Regions from separate parts of the Mus musculus genome. Here regions 1 and 3 are each linked to region 2. Evidence: chromatin contacts called from public Hi-C and Micro-C data. All regions are on one chromosome and are shown on one strand. The core of a region is the stretch at or near the end of the contact, and the rest is flanking DNA. Distances in the headings are between cores, read along the strand shown.

What was found. Hi-C and Micro-C count contacts between places; a contact is called where the count stands out from the background.
Region 1: a contact with region 2 is called in a Micro-C map of embryonic fibroblasts, with 2.6 times the contacts expected there. The contact joins the enhancer-like site here to the promoter of Col5a2 in region 2. A contact is called at or near these places in 1 of 39 promoter capture datasets (the 3T3-L1 cell line), 8 of 484 Hi-C or Micro-C datasets (the HL-1 cell line, adipose-derived mesenchymal stem cells, embryonic fibroblasts and 3 more), 1 of 115 datasets of contacts at active chromatin or transcription factors (embryonic stem cells) and 3 of 9 other capture datasets (adipose tissue, liver and pancreatic islet).
Region 3: a contact with region 2 is called in a Hi-C map of embryonic fibroblasts, with 2.2 times the contacts expected there. The contact joins the enhancer-like site here to the promoter of Col5a2 in region 2. A contact is called at or near these places in 2 of 39 promoter capture datasets (the 3T3-L1 cell line and cancer-associated fibroblasts), 4 of 484 Hi-C or Micro-C datasets (the C2C12 cell line, embryonic fibroblasts and uterus), 3 of 115 datasets of contacts at active chromatin or transcription factors (embryonic limb bud, embryonic stem cells and heart atrium) and 1 of 9 other capture datasets (adipose tissue).

What each region holds. Positions count from the first base shown.
Region 1 is chr1:45,579,324-45,583,922 of GRCm38.p6, reverse strand. No RefSeq gene overlaps it. Among named protein-coding and RNA genes, the nearest start is that of Col5a2, 78 kb to the right of the region's middle. Within about 2 kb of position 3,197, at least 25 of the 459 cell types and tissues checked have an H3K27ac peak or open chromatin away from gene starts, as enhancers often do. A contact at or near this core is called in embryonic fibroblasts, where this site is marked.
Region 2 is chr1:45,500,134-45,504,541 of GRCm38.p6, reverse strand. It overlaps Col5a2 (collagen, type V, alpha 2), which reads left to right and starts at 1,260. Exons shown (of 54, transcript NM_007737.2): 1 at 1,260-1,721. The coding sequence starts at 1,628.
Region 3 is chr1:45,597,650-45,602,470 of GRCm38.p6, reverse strand. It overlaps the pseudogene Gm8304. Among named protein-coding and RNA genes, the nearest start is that of Gm23216, 86 kb to the left of the region's middle. Within about 2 kb of position 2,205, at least 20 of the 459 cell types and tissues checked have an H3K27ac peak or open chromatin away from gene starts, as enhancers often do. A contact at or near this core is called in embryonic fibroblasts, where this site is marked.

The sequences.
Region 1 (4,599 bases), core at 1,948-4,447, 77 kb before region 2:
TGTTTCATCATTCACTGTCTGTGTTTTCCTGTAATTTTTCAAAGCATGGAAATAGCTGAAGATAAGAGAAAGTTCTTGGAAATGTCAGATTGTGCTGTATAAATAGAACTTGTAATATATACAGCTATGTTTTGGGAATTCACACTACTAATTTGTAACTTTCTAAAAGATTAAATACACACATTGATTGCTTCTAGCACATTAGAGGCATTGATAAGAATAAATGTCTTCCAAAAGTATAGCTTAAGAATCTCCAAAACTTAATACTAAACAATCAAACAAAAAGTAATTAGTTTAAAAAATGGACCATAGAGTTAAGCAGACATTTCTCAAAAGAAAACATTCCAAAGGCCAAGAGACACATGAAAAACAACAACAACAAAAACATCAACATCACAGGCCATTAAGGAAATGTAAGAACCATAAGACACTACCTTGCCACAGTAGGAATAGCTAAAAACATAAAAACTAACAATGCATGCTGAGGATGTGGAGAAAATGGTACCTCTAGGGAAGGGATGCCTCATCATGGGCTTACTCACTGATTCACCCTTTCCACTTTATCATACCTGTCTCTACAAAAACATCCTGGCTCTCTCTTTTTATAAAACACAAAATTAGATTTATAAACTTGAAAGTTACACAAGTTCATATTTTCCCTCATCACATAGACTTTCCAGCCATTTGATCGCTAAAAGTCTCCATCCAAACACCTGTGAATTGGTAAGCTTTCCATTTGCACAGTTTCATTTTAGGACCTCTACCCTTGGGTGAGCTCTCTATCTTGTCTCGAGATGGTTTTCTCTTTTGGATCCTCTCTTGTGAGCTGCTGGTCTCCCTTGGGCTCCGAGCCACACAGTTTGGGTGCTGGTCCTACAGCTTGGCCACTAGATTGCATGAAAGATGGCCTAGTAAATCTAGTCTTGCTGGTCACTGTCACTTCATTCTAGTTATTAATTTATCCTCAGGACACTGCAAGTGATGAGACTAATGACTCCCATCTTCACCCAGAAGGGTATGTTTTCACTGTCACTCCCAGGATCCCTACTGGGAGACCTCCTAGTCTAAAAGACTTCTGAATTTACAAGCTAAATTTGGCCCTGAGATCTACAAAGCAATAACTATAAATGGCTGCTTAGTGGAAGCTTTAAAAAAGAAAACAAACAAACAAACAAACAAAAACAAAAAAAAAACTTTCACCATTCTTGCTGGTGATCTGAAAAATGGAAAGATTTTTATTTAGGCTTTTCCCTTCCCCCTTGGTCTCTTTTCACTTTGTTACCTTGTGCTCTGATCCCTGTTCGTTGCCCCCTTTACTCTGCCTTGGCTGCTCACTTACTCTCGGGCCCACTGGCTTACACACCACCCTTCAACCCGGAGCCACTGAACAGGCTAGAAACAGGCTGTGTGTGTTCATTCTCCAGCCCTGCTCTTCACACCACACTTGAGTAAGGGCAGTCTCATTACTGTGCACTATTGTGGATTGCCCTGGCGTTGTTTATATTTTGATGCCAATTACGTTTCTTCAAGAGGGGCTGCCTGGATGAGGAGTGGATCATGTACTCAGGTGAACTTCCCCATTTTAACTGGTCAAATAAAGGCTAGAGCCTGTGATTGGGCAGTGGAAGGGAAAAGTGGGGCTGGAGGTTTTAAAGATGGAGAGAGGACTGAGGGGAGGCAGATTAGAAGATGGAGGAGATAGAGGAAGATGGAGGAAGAGGAGGTGGAAGGAAGATGGACCAGAACCCTGTAGCCTGGAGAAGCTGCTAGTAGCAAGGGATCTCATAGCTGGAGAATAGAGTAGTGTAGTGGCTTATCTGTCCAATCTAGATATGTAGCTTATAAATATTATAATTGAGTTATTTTCCTGGGCTTATTGGGGTTGGAGATTTACTGCAACAGTCTGCCATCTTCAATTGGGCAGATCAAGTTTTTCTATGCACTGTGTCATCTTATCTAAGGGTGGCCACATGGCTGGCTGTAGCTTCAGCAACATATTGGTTAAGGGCAGTCTCACAACCATCTGTCATCTTTGTAACAGGCACTTCCCACCTTCTTGCCTCCTCACCTTAAAACAGCCTGACTTAAGGTCTCCAAAGATATTTCAATGAAGATGAAGTTGTCCTATGTTTCTATCCTGCCTTGGTAAATAATAATTTTAACACTAATTTAAAGATTTAAAATAGTAAAATGTTAAAGACTACTGAGTTAAAGATGTTCAGCCTTGTTTTTTTTTTCTACTGCTATTAAGTTACAATGTACTCTCTTTATTTGCTAGATGCATTTTAAAACAAATAATTAAACAAACACTGATTGTCTAACTCAGATATGCTTAATAGATATTGGCTCTCAATCTTGTCAAAATATGCTAATTATAATGTTAAATGTCTAAGCTTATTACGACAGGCTCCCAAAGCTCATAATTACCTGATTCATGCTTCACTATTGCCTCTTCTTAGTTTCTCCTTTTTAAAATTAAACTAAAATGAAGGAATGTTGACATTTCTTCCAACCTCTGCCCAAGAGTTACCTGGCTATTGCCAGGTAGGCCTGGCTTGATATAAAAGGTGATGTTTGGCCCCTCCTCATTCTCTTACTCTCTCTGTACCTTCTCTCCCTGATCCCTTTCTCCCTCTCTCTCCCTCCCCCTTCTCTTTCCATGTGTCCCTCACTGGCCTCTCCTCCTCATCATTCTCCTTCTCTTCTTCTTCTTCTCCCCCCCTCCCGTTTCTCATTTCTCTCTCCATTTCTCTGTCTCTACTCTCTTCTTAACTCCCCTTCCTATGCCCTAAATAAACTCTATTCTATATTCTACCTGTTGTATGGTTGGCACCTCTGGGTGAAGGGATGCCACATCATGAGCCTGCTGAGGCACCCCTCCCACATTACCATACCTGGCTCTACAAACATATCCTGGCTCTAATTATAAAACACAACAGCTTGTGAATATTTGAGTACCTTGCTAGAGAAAGAGCCTTAGACTTTTGAATGGCAATTTGTCCTTTAGCTAATTTCCTTTTCATTTGGTTCTGGAATTTCCTAAAAGTGGATTCATTCTGATAGGTTTTCTCTACCAAAAAAAATAAGCCAATTCAGTCAAATTATGAGTAAAAAGGCAGGAATGAGTTCACCAATCTCAAGAATGAGACTGGAATGAGTCGCAGGCTGACTATGGCTTGAAAGTTTTTTATAGGCTGTCTGCTTGTGGTGAGGGGTGAGCTTGAGTAGCTGTGACTTCAGGTGAGAGGATTGGGATATCTGTCAGGAATGTCAGGAATGTGAGATTGAATTTTTTTTTTCTTCTGCTTTTTCTGTTGGGAGGCTTTCAGATTGGGTGGGATTGGAGACAGAGGGAGGAATGGAATTTGCTGGACCATGTGGGGGAGGGGTGCAAGCCAAGGATTCTAACTGAACACATTTGGCACTAAAAGTTTTGTAACTTGTCTCTGTGTGTAATGTTGTTCATCTCTGTGATCTTCACTTTCATACTTCCTGCAGCATCTCTAATGCTGCCATCTTGGCACTTTCACCAAGAAATGGGGACAAGCTCAGGGCCCTTGTTTACTCTAAAGATAACCAGACTTCCTTTTCTTAGAATTCTGCAGTCTAATTAAGATCTATGATGGTTTAAGATGGTTTCAGACATATGGCCATCTCTCTTATCTGATGGAAACACATTCTCCTATTACTTTGCTGATGTGCATGTGTGTATGCCTGTGTATAATTGTGAGTGTTTATGTATGTGTGTGAATGTGCCTATTTGTGTCTGAGTGCATGCATGTGTGTGTTTGTTTGAAATTCAACTGGGTAGTTACTACTCTTTAGAAGACTTGATTTAATGAAATTCATTCAATTTTGAAGTTATCAATTATGAGCAGATGTAATTGGGTTATATCAGGTTTGCCTAGAGTCTTTTTAAATGCTAGTTTTTATTTCTTATTGAAAAGGTATTATATAATTCATCAGTATGGTGTGCAGATATGTAGCAAGATCTCTCCATTGCTGAATGAATGCCTCATGTGCATTTTGAAATATCAAGAGAAGAGGAAAAACCTGACATAATTACATTCATGACAGAGAAGCTAAAAAGACTGAATTTTATTGGAATATTACAATTTTTTCCAACATAAAAGAAAAATATGGACCCCTGCCATCTTCCTTCTGAATCCCCCCCCCCGCCCCCGCACACAAACACATGCCATAAAACACATGCCATCTTTCTTCTAAACCCAGCAGAGACCACTAAGGGCTCCAGAATACTCTCCACACCGCAGGACCTCGGGATCACCTCGGGATCATGGGTGAGTGGAATGCAACATCAGCTCCAAAGAATCATGGAGGGTCTTGTGCCAGCAGGAAAAGGGACAGAGGAAGCCCACCTGACCAGAGGCTGGGATTCATTCAGATCAAGACCAGAATGAATTCATCTTCTTCGTGAACCCGGCCAAGGGCGTCTAGGGCCCCAGAGGACTCTCTCCGCTGCAGGACCCCTAGCACACCCAGGACCTCGTGATCACCTGGGAGCACATGGGCAACAGAAGCAACAGAGCTTCCTGGACAGGGTCCCATCAGGCCTTCATCCTCAGCCAAGAGGCAGAG
Region 2 (4,408 bases), core at 11-2,510:
TTTGGAACTTCTCCAGAGTTTAGTTCCACCTCTCAATTTAAAGCATCTTGGATTTCTTTATTAAGGAAATTAAATAGTAAATGAAGCCTCATATACCTATTTTAATTTATACTATCCCTTTTCTTTGCATTTATTTGGGGTTTAGTTAATTCCACACATAGCTGTATATATTGTTTGTATTTTTTTGTTTCACGTAGATATATTTTTTCAGCATTTGCATACACATGTTCCTTAAAGGTGATGGATGCTGACTTTGTTTCTAGTCTGCCATAATCCTTCCTCTATTCAGTGTGTCTCAGAGCACCTGTTCAGTGCTGAGTAACTATGAACAATTGAGTCACACATGACATGTTATGTGGGGCTTGATCCAGATCCCCCAGAACGCACACTATCAAATGAATTAGACTGTCAAAAACACTGAGGGCGTTTAAATCTGTCAAGCTTGAGTAGCACACAAAGTTAATGCCTTGCTCTTTACAGAAATATGCAGCTAGGACTACCACATTCCGTGGAAAGCTGGTGTGGGGTTCATAACAGCATCATTCACTTTTATGTAGCTCTTTGTAATTTAGAATCTAGTTAACAGCATATTGCTCAGTTTAGTGTCACCAGATCCTGCACACTGGTCAGGCCAAAGCCCCTTTTCTAACAACAACAACAAAAAAATTTGGACAGTTAAGGACTATGTATAAATTCACAAAATTGGTGAGTTGGCAGATCTGATATTGGAACCTACCCTTTCTGAGACTTAAACCAGTGTGTTTTCCTCCCTCCACAAGCTTAGTGAACATATTTGTTTTTTAACACAATAGCATGCTCTGTGACGAGGAGAACGTATAGATGTGCCTACTAAAAAGATGTGGAAATAACTCAATGTAAAGTATCTCAAGTTCATTTTGTATTGGCCATATTCTGCCTCCTTTCTTCCACAATCTTCTCAGAGCATAGGAGAGGGAGGAGGATGAAAATTGGGACAAGAATCCTTCCTCCATTGCCAAAAGAAAGGGTTAAAAAAGTGACGTTTTAAAGGCTTAAGTGGCAAAGAGAATTCTGAATTATTTAAGTGCAAAAGAAAAAAAAATCCACTAAAAGGCTGTAATCCTCCCTAAAGTTTTTTTAGTGTCTCTGGAAAAAGTCAGTGGGTGTGTGTCTGGGGAAGGGTTGGGGAGGGTGGATCAGACTCCTTCTAATAGGCTTTCTTTAAAAAAAGAAGAAAAGAAAACACACACACACTCAAACAGAAGGAGAAATAAAAGTTTGTCTCTGTTGAGAAGCTTCCTCTGTGCTTAAAATCTACAAGAAGCACTGAAAACTCAAGTCGCAGAGGCGCGCGCTCTGATTTGGTTGTTTACCATCAATCAGACGGTTGCTTGGCAGACACTGGATGGTTATGAGCCTGAACAAGCTGAAAGGGGCAGGAAAAGAAGTGGAGGCAGCATTCTTCCTATTTAAAGCTGCACCGCTTGAAAAAAGTTTTCGCAGACTGTGCCGGACCTGGTGCTGAAACAGACTGAGGCAGCGCGGGGACTGGTGCTGAAAAAGAGCCCCCAGCGGAATTCATGGTGCTACAGTGACCTCAGTATCTACTCTTCGATCCCAGGAGGACCCACATGTCTCATATTTAGACATGATGGCAAACTGGGTGGGAGCAAGACCTCTCCTCATTCTTTCTGTTTTATTAGGGTACTGTGTCTCAATAAAAGCCCAGGAACAAGAGAATGGTGAGTTTGCCTTTTGCTTTGCTTATGGTGTTTATGGCTTGGTTTGGGAACTAGATGGAATGTTAAGCTTCAGGAAGAGGATAAAGAGAAGACTCTGGTTTGAAGTTTGAGAAGGGGGCTCTAGGATTTGTAGCTTGGCTCTGGAGACTAGGCACATTTGCAAATCCGGAGCTTCTGTGCGTGCCCTGGCAAAAAGTGGGCTTCTGACATCCTGTAAGAGCCAGGATATCACCAGTCTTTTTTTTTTTTTTTTGCCGGAATGTAAGAGTGGGACGTTTAAAAGAAAACAAGAGTGCTTAAAACGGAGCCCCGGAGGCACTTTTAGTTAGAGGTCTGTCCTGTGGGCAGGCGCTTTCCAAGCAGGGAAAGCCGCTGCAGCAGAAGCTGGGCAGGGTGGAGTCTTTCCTGTGTGAACTTCAGCAGCTTCATGAAAGTCTTTGTTTAGAAAAACCTCTCCAGCAGGCAAATCCGATAGTTCGGAATTTCCTTTGTCTTTGCTCTTTATCCTCCCCTCCTAAAGTTTTCATCTCTGATCTTAAAATCGGGTTTGCCTACAGAGAGGGAGTCAAGTTTATTTCTCCATGACAGACTCTGATAGAAACCAGATTTCTTAAATTTCTGTGCTTTCCCACCCTACTGACTTGATTATCAGGACAGCATGGTTCCTGGGTGGATGGATGAAGGCAGGAAATTCTACTTGGAACAGAGTATTAAGAAGGACTTTCCCCTTAGACCCTTCCTTTCTCCCTTTCTTCTTCTCTTCCCCCGTTCCTTCTATTTTCTTTTCTTTTAAGGCATATCTTGCTTGGTTACTGTTTTGTTTTGTTTCCCCTATGTGATTTACATATGTTAGTGCTGGGATGTATTGTTAAGCAAAATGGCGTGGCTGCTATAGAATAAAACTTAAAAATAAAATAAAATGGGCCTCGTTGATATTAACGTTAACTTTTGAAGGTTGAAGTGTCAGAAACAGATACATTCTCATTGTAAGAGGCCAGCATAGATCTGAATCTCTGTTAGCATCACACTCAAGCTTCCAAAACTTAGCAATGTGCTAATCGTGTCTGTAACTGTCTTTCTCCTGTGTATATCCAGCCATCTGTACGAATATGTTTTCTGCCTTTCTGATTTTTTTTTCTCTAAAAATATTTAGAAACTGTGTTTAGCAACTGTAAGTTGTAGAAATCCCAAGGTTCTGGAGATAAAATTCAAGTCTGTCAGCAGCCCCATAGAGGGAGCACTTTTCTAAAATCTTAAAACTTTAAAATCAGTTTCTATGCTTCATAACGTGAGGAAACTTATGAAGGGTGAAACTTGCGTTTCCTCATAATGTCATGAAAAGTCTGTGCTGTTCGCAAACGCAAAGAACAAAGAAGTTAGGAAAGAGGAGAGCACATAGCAGCGTTAAGATAGAAGCAAAATGTCTGAGTATCAATGAATCTGTCCACTCCCCTCCCCTACCAGAAGACTAACTCTAAAATATCTATACAGACTTTATTCTCAATTTATGTTAAAATGATGTGCTTAATTTTTGTAATGTACAAAAGTAATCGAACATGTGTGTAAATGAAAGATGTAAGATGTTCAAAAGTCTTAGAAGGTAGGTCATGTGCTAAAACTCTTGTCTAAGTCATTGCATTTATTCTGTAGGTCTTACTGAGAAATGAGGGGTTTACTGTTCTCTAAGATTAATTTTCATACATTAAGAATAGGTGGCTTGGTTCAGAAAGTCTTTGGGCCAACCCTCCTTTTTTTCCTTAGTGTCATTAAATAGCAGAGAAATTCAAACCTCAAACCAAAGATTTTTGCCAAGAAAGTAAATTCTCTCAGATTTTACAAATATTAATTCAAATAGATGTAATGAAAATTAATAGCATAAACCTGAATGTATGAGTAAGGAAAATATTGATGACTCAGTAATCTAGTATATCCACAGCTTACATTTCCCATGATACTGTGTGGACACTTCTTATACTTCATTTACCCGATTATAATATAGCCAAAAATTTTTGAACTTGCGAAAGAGTCATTGTGGGAAATGTTCTATATTAAGGAAAAGTCTAAGGCTTATATGTCAAGAATATACAATTTTCAAATCATTGCTAAATCTAGCATGGGTTGTGGTATTTCCTTTGTATTCCATTTAATACACGTTGCAGAAATATGACACTGTGTGTAAGTATGTACTTATAAGCTTAGCCTTTTCCTTCGTCGGCCTGATGGGAACACACGTGGATGCTAAGATAGAGTAAGTAAAGATTTAGACATTTCTGGATAAAATACAATGACCTTTCACTAAAGTCTAACAATTGATTTGGATTTTAAAAGATTGTTAGTAACTAAAAAGAAAGAGTTTGGGAGTTAGGCTCACATTAGTTGAAAGTATAATGTAGTCAGAATCAGACCCAACATGATAAAAACAGCTTTTCAAGACCTCTCTCTCTCTCTCTCCCTCTGATGTGTATTGTGTAGGGAGGCCTTGGAATGTCCTAAATTTGTTTGTTTGTTTCTTTTTTTTTCTTTTCTTTTCTTTTTTTTTTCTTTTTTGGTTTTTTGAGACAGAGTTTCTCTGTATAACCCTGGCTGTCCTGGAACTCATTCTGTAGAACTGGCTGGCTCGAACTCAGAAATTTGCCTGCCTCTGCCTCCCAAGTACTGGGATTAAAGGCATGTGGCACCACACCCAG
Region 3 (4,821 bases), core at 956-3,455, 97 kb before region 2:
AAAATTCAGCATTCTTTTTTTTTTTTTTTTCTGGTTTTTCGAGAGCCCTGGCTGTCCTGGAACTCACTTTGTAAACCAGGCTGGTCTTGAACTCAGAAACCCGCCTACCTCTGCCTCCAGAGTGCTGGGATTAAAGGGGTGAGCCACCATGCCCGGCCAGCATTCTTTTTGGCCACCATCCTTGTGTCCAGCCCCACTGTTTGGCCTGGGTGCACCTACCGAATCCATTATATCGCGGGAATGGCACACATTGCTTCTTTAAAGTGACATCCTTCAGGTACTTGGTGGCTTTGCGGATATGCATAACCTTGATGGCCTGGGCAGTTTCCTGGGTGTTCTGAAAGTGAACAGGAAGGTTGGAACCTCTTAATTTGCATGATTTTGTGGGGTTTTCTGGGTCAAGAGAGTAGGGAACCATCTTTGCAGGTGACCTCTGGCCGCTTAGCAATCTTATTTATTGACAAATTAAATGTGCATTTGTTGTGTATAACATAATTTTGAAATATATTTGCCTAATGGAACTTTTAAGTCAAATTAACATATAGATTATTTACATACTTCTTTGAGGTAAGAACACTTAAGATCTATTCTCCTGGGAATTATATAGATAGATAATGAACTGTTATTAATCATATTCTCATGTATACAATAAATATCCTGAATTTATTTCCATTTACAGAATTTTAAAATATTTTGATCAAACTTTTTATTTTCTACTTTTTTAAAGGCAATTGCCATTTTGCTCCTTATTTTTATTGATTTTTAAGATCTTATATATGTGTAATATTTATGATATATAATATACAATATTTATAACCTTATCTATCATCTATTATCTACCACTCTCTATATCTACCTATCATCTATCTACCTCTACCTATACTTTCTTTACATACCTATCTTTATATCATATATCTACCATCTCTTTATCTATCTCTAAATATCTATCATCAATCTTCATCAATCTATCATATCTCTCATCTATTTATCTCTATCATCTGCAAAATCATCTATTCATCTACACCTATATTATCTATCTATCTATCTATCTATCTATCTATCTATCTATCTATCTATCTACTCTCTCAAATCATGTGATACTAAAATTTTTGGACCAGACATAATTTACTTAGCAAAACATCTAACTACATCTATAGAATTTACTTCTTCTGTGTATATCTACTCCATTTCCTTTATTAAGCTATCAGCTGATGGACATTTTTTTTTTTTTGAGTTTGGTAATGAATGTCATGAGGATGCAGGTGCTTCTTCACACTGACTTCTTTTTTATGAGGAAGTTATCTATGTTTTCATCTCTTTGAATACATATTGTTATTCCTCTTTGATAATATAATATAATTTCCTATAGATGCAAGGCAATGACTCTCTGTTTACACCTGCCATTGGCAAAAGTAATGCCCAAAGAAATTAAGTAATAAATCTTGGGCCAAAACCATATATACTTTCAAGTGGTACTAAGGAATAAGAATCTAATAATATTCACATTCTAAATATCCTATACTTTCTACCATCATAATATGTTTCATCATATCAATTTAATATTCTATATCACCTTATGTACAAAAGCATAATGTTAATCTCCACAACTATTGTAAAAGATCTTAAAATGATCCATGCTGTCTTCAGTATAACTTGAAATCTATCTTTCCTTAGGATACTATAAAAAAAAGAACTATTTGTGCCTACTGCTGGTTTGTGGATAGCAGAAGAGAACCACCCAGTCATTTACAATGGTATTCTGGGTAAAAAGCATGTTATAATCATTTCACAAGTTGGTGATCATAATATGCACAGAACAAAGATTTTCTTAGTTCCCAAAATAACTATCATATTTGCCCATATGTTCAAACTGGTAGAGAACACCCAGCCTTCTATGCAGGCTTCATCTATCTTTTCAACTGTTTCTGAGGTGTAGCATTTAAAAGTCCAGAAAATTTAAAGTAGGAACACCACAAAGCTATTATATGGTAAATTGTGGAAAATTGAGGTTTTTAAAAAGGAAAGCCTATGACTATCCAATTCAGAGGGGAAAAGATGAGGTATGATTTATTAACGTTACTTAAGTATGGAATTAATTTTTTTGAGTAAAACTATCATCTGTTTTCCAACCACAGTATAGAAAGAATTACTGGAAGGCTTTCATGCTTAAGGGAGCCAAAAAGAATTTCCTTACTGTGGAAAAAGTTGGGTATTAGAGTTGTCAGTCATCCAAATCCATGGCATCCCTCCTTACATTCCTTTAAGATAAAGTTAGAGTTTGGCTTCCAATTACCATAAGTTTTTAGGGAGACACATGTCCATCGCATTCAATGCCCTTATTGCAAAGACTTTAAGAGTTTAAGTGACTCATGAATAGCAACGCTCAGCTTAACACATATATCTGGTTTATACAAAAATGCCTTCTTGAACCAAACACTGTGCACTTTCTCAGTCTTCTCTAGTGTTTATACATTTCAATTTAGAATTAGATTCATTCAGAATGGCCACTACTAGTAGGATTTCCTCTCCAAATACACTACTTAAAAATAGATGGCTCATTTTTTGCCAGTTGGTAAAGTGTCTTGTGTCTTTTTTGGAACCTCCCCTGGCAGATCACACTGTCTTCTCTAGGTCCACTTACAGCTAAGTTTCATGTTCTTTAAATAATTCATTTATAACAAACTTACATAGAGCAAAAAAAAAAAAAAGTCAATTTCCTGAATTTCTCTTTGAGATAGGATATTTTGCCTGAAAAATTACTTCTAAGTAGAGAGTATGCTGAATAAACTTTTGTCAGAGCACTAAGGTAAAAATAGCATGAAGTCTGGAAATGATTTAAACTTCTGCCACAGAATCAGGAGGCCAGAGAAATGGCAAGTTTTACTGCAAGAGAAGAGAATGATTTGTCTTATACATAAAATGAGAACCATTTTGTGGCCATGATAATAATTCTTTTTAAAAGAATTCCTAGTTTACTAATCATAATTCTGACGAAAACAGAAGGCCATAACAGTGATGTGTTTTCTTTTAAAATTTATTTATAAAAAAAACTGTGTCTTGAGAGTGTAGAAAAAGTAGAACTGGATTTTGATTATTATTGATGAATAGATACAAAATAACACATTTTGATGTCAGTTTTGAATATGGAGACACAGAAAGCTCTAATATTAGATAATTATCTCTGTCCTAAATAGCTAACAACAACAACAACAACAAAACACTTAGAAAGAAAGTTAGGCACAGATGTATTTTTATAAATGAATAGAATAGATTAAAACCATTGGGTTACAAACCACCAAGGTTATCAATAACAGTAATAATGCTGTGGTGCTAATTCAGCTACCAACTTGACTGGAGAAAGTAATTCTCTTAGTGGACCAGATGACTGGTCAGTAAAATATGCATTCCACAGAAGCATTTGGGCAAACATAACAAGACATGCTACCTTATTCCTAGTGCCTTAAATAGAGATGTCCAGTGAATTATGTTTCTAGAAGTATAAACAAAACAAAACAAACTTCCATCATTCTCTTCACTTAACATCCTGGGCCCACAGATTTATGGTATGATTATTTTATTTGGGAGTTAGACAGAGCTCAGATTTTAAGAATACTGCCTGACAAAAGTCCATAACTCCAATTCCAGGAAACTTGGTTCCCTCATTGATCTCCAAGAGCGTTACATACATTTAAGTAGGGAAAGTATTTATGTACACAAAAATAAAAATAAATAAATCTTTAAAAAATTATCAAAATTTTTTTGAGATATAGAGGAATATTTTTCCAGCTCTCAGCATTCCTTGGTGTCCTTTAGTTCTTTGTCTGAGGCCTTATAAGGATCCCCCCTTCCATGTTAATATGTTGGTGTCATTCTTGTTCAAGTGTTTTTCAGGCAGCCATGTTGTTGAGATTTCATGGTGTAGATTCTGTGACAGTTTTATGAGACAAAAATCTTATAGCGTATTTCTTGGCTCTCTGGCTCTCCTGATCTTACTGCCCCCCTATTCTGCTATGATTCCCTGATCCTTAGGTGCAGGTATGCAGATGTATATGGAGCCAAGCACCACACTGTCATGTGCTTTCTTCATTTTGATTAGTTATGGGTTGTTTTGTATTGATCTCCCTCTACTGCAAGGAGATATTTCCTTGATTCAGGGTGCAATAGCTAGTTGTTAGTACTGAAATTATACACATACAATTAACATTATATAGCATGAACAGATGTATTTGTACATTTAGGGTGTATGAAAAGGGTTAGAGGAAAAAAGGGGCAGAAAAATTGTAATTACACGTTAATTTAAAATAAAATAAAAAGTCAGTCTGGTCTGAGCCTGTGCCCTGACCAGATCTTGGTGCTGGCTTCGCACCCAGTCCCACAACACCCAGAGGAAGCTTCACTCCCAGGTGCTTTAACATGCCCAGAATCACAGTAAGGAGATTCTGGCTTTTCTCTATTACTTACATTTGGTGCTGCTAAAAGTTTTTCACCTGGAAGTCTGTATGTAAATACCTTCAAATGATGAATTAGTATTTGAAAATTGCTGTTTTTAAACTTTTATTTTCAAGTTAATCTTTGTATATTTAGTTCATGGCAAATTCAAGTTAAAGCATTAAACAAATTCCTAGAACTGGTAAAACACTAGTAGATAATTAAGTATTTATACTTCTACTTAGCCATTGGCGAGGATAGGAATGGTCTTGGTTCTTATTTTCTGTGATTGTGCTTTGGAAATGTCTTACTTCCATATTCCTTGACTCTGGAAGCACTTACCTCTTCTCACTCTGCCTTTTTGTCTGTTTAGTCTGTTGCTATAGCAGAGTG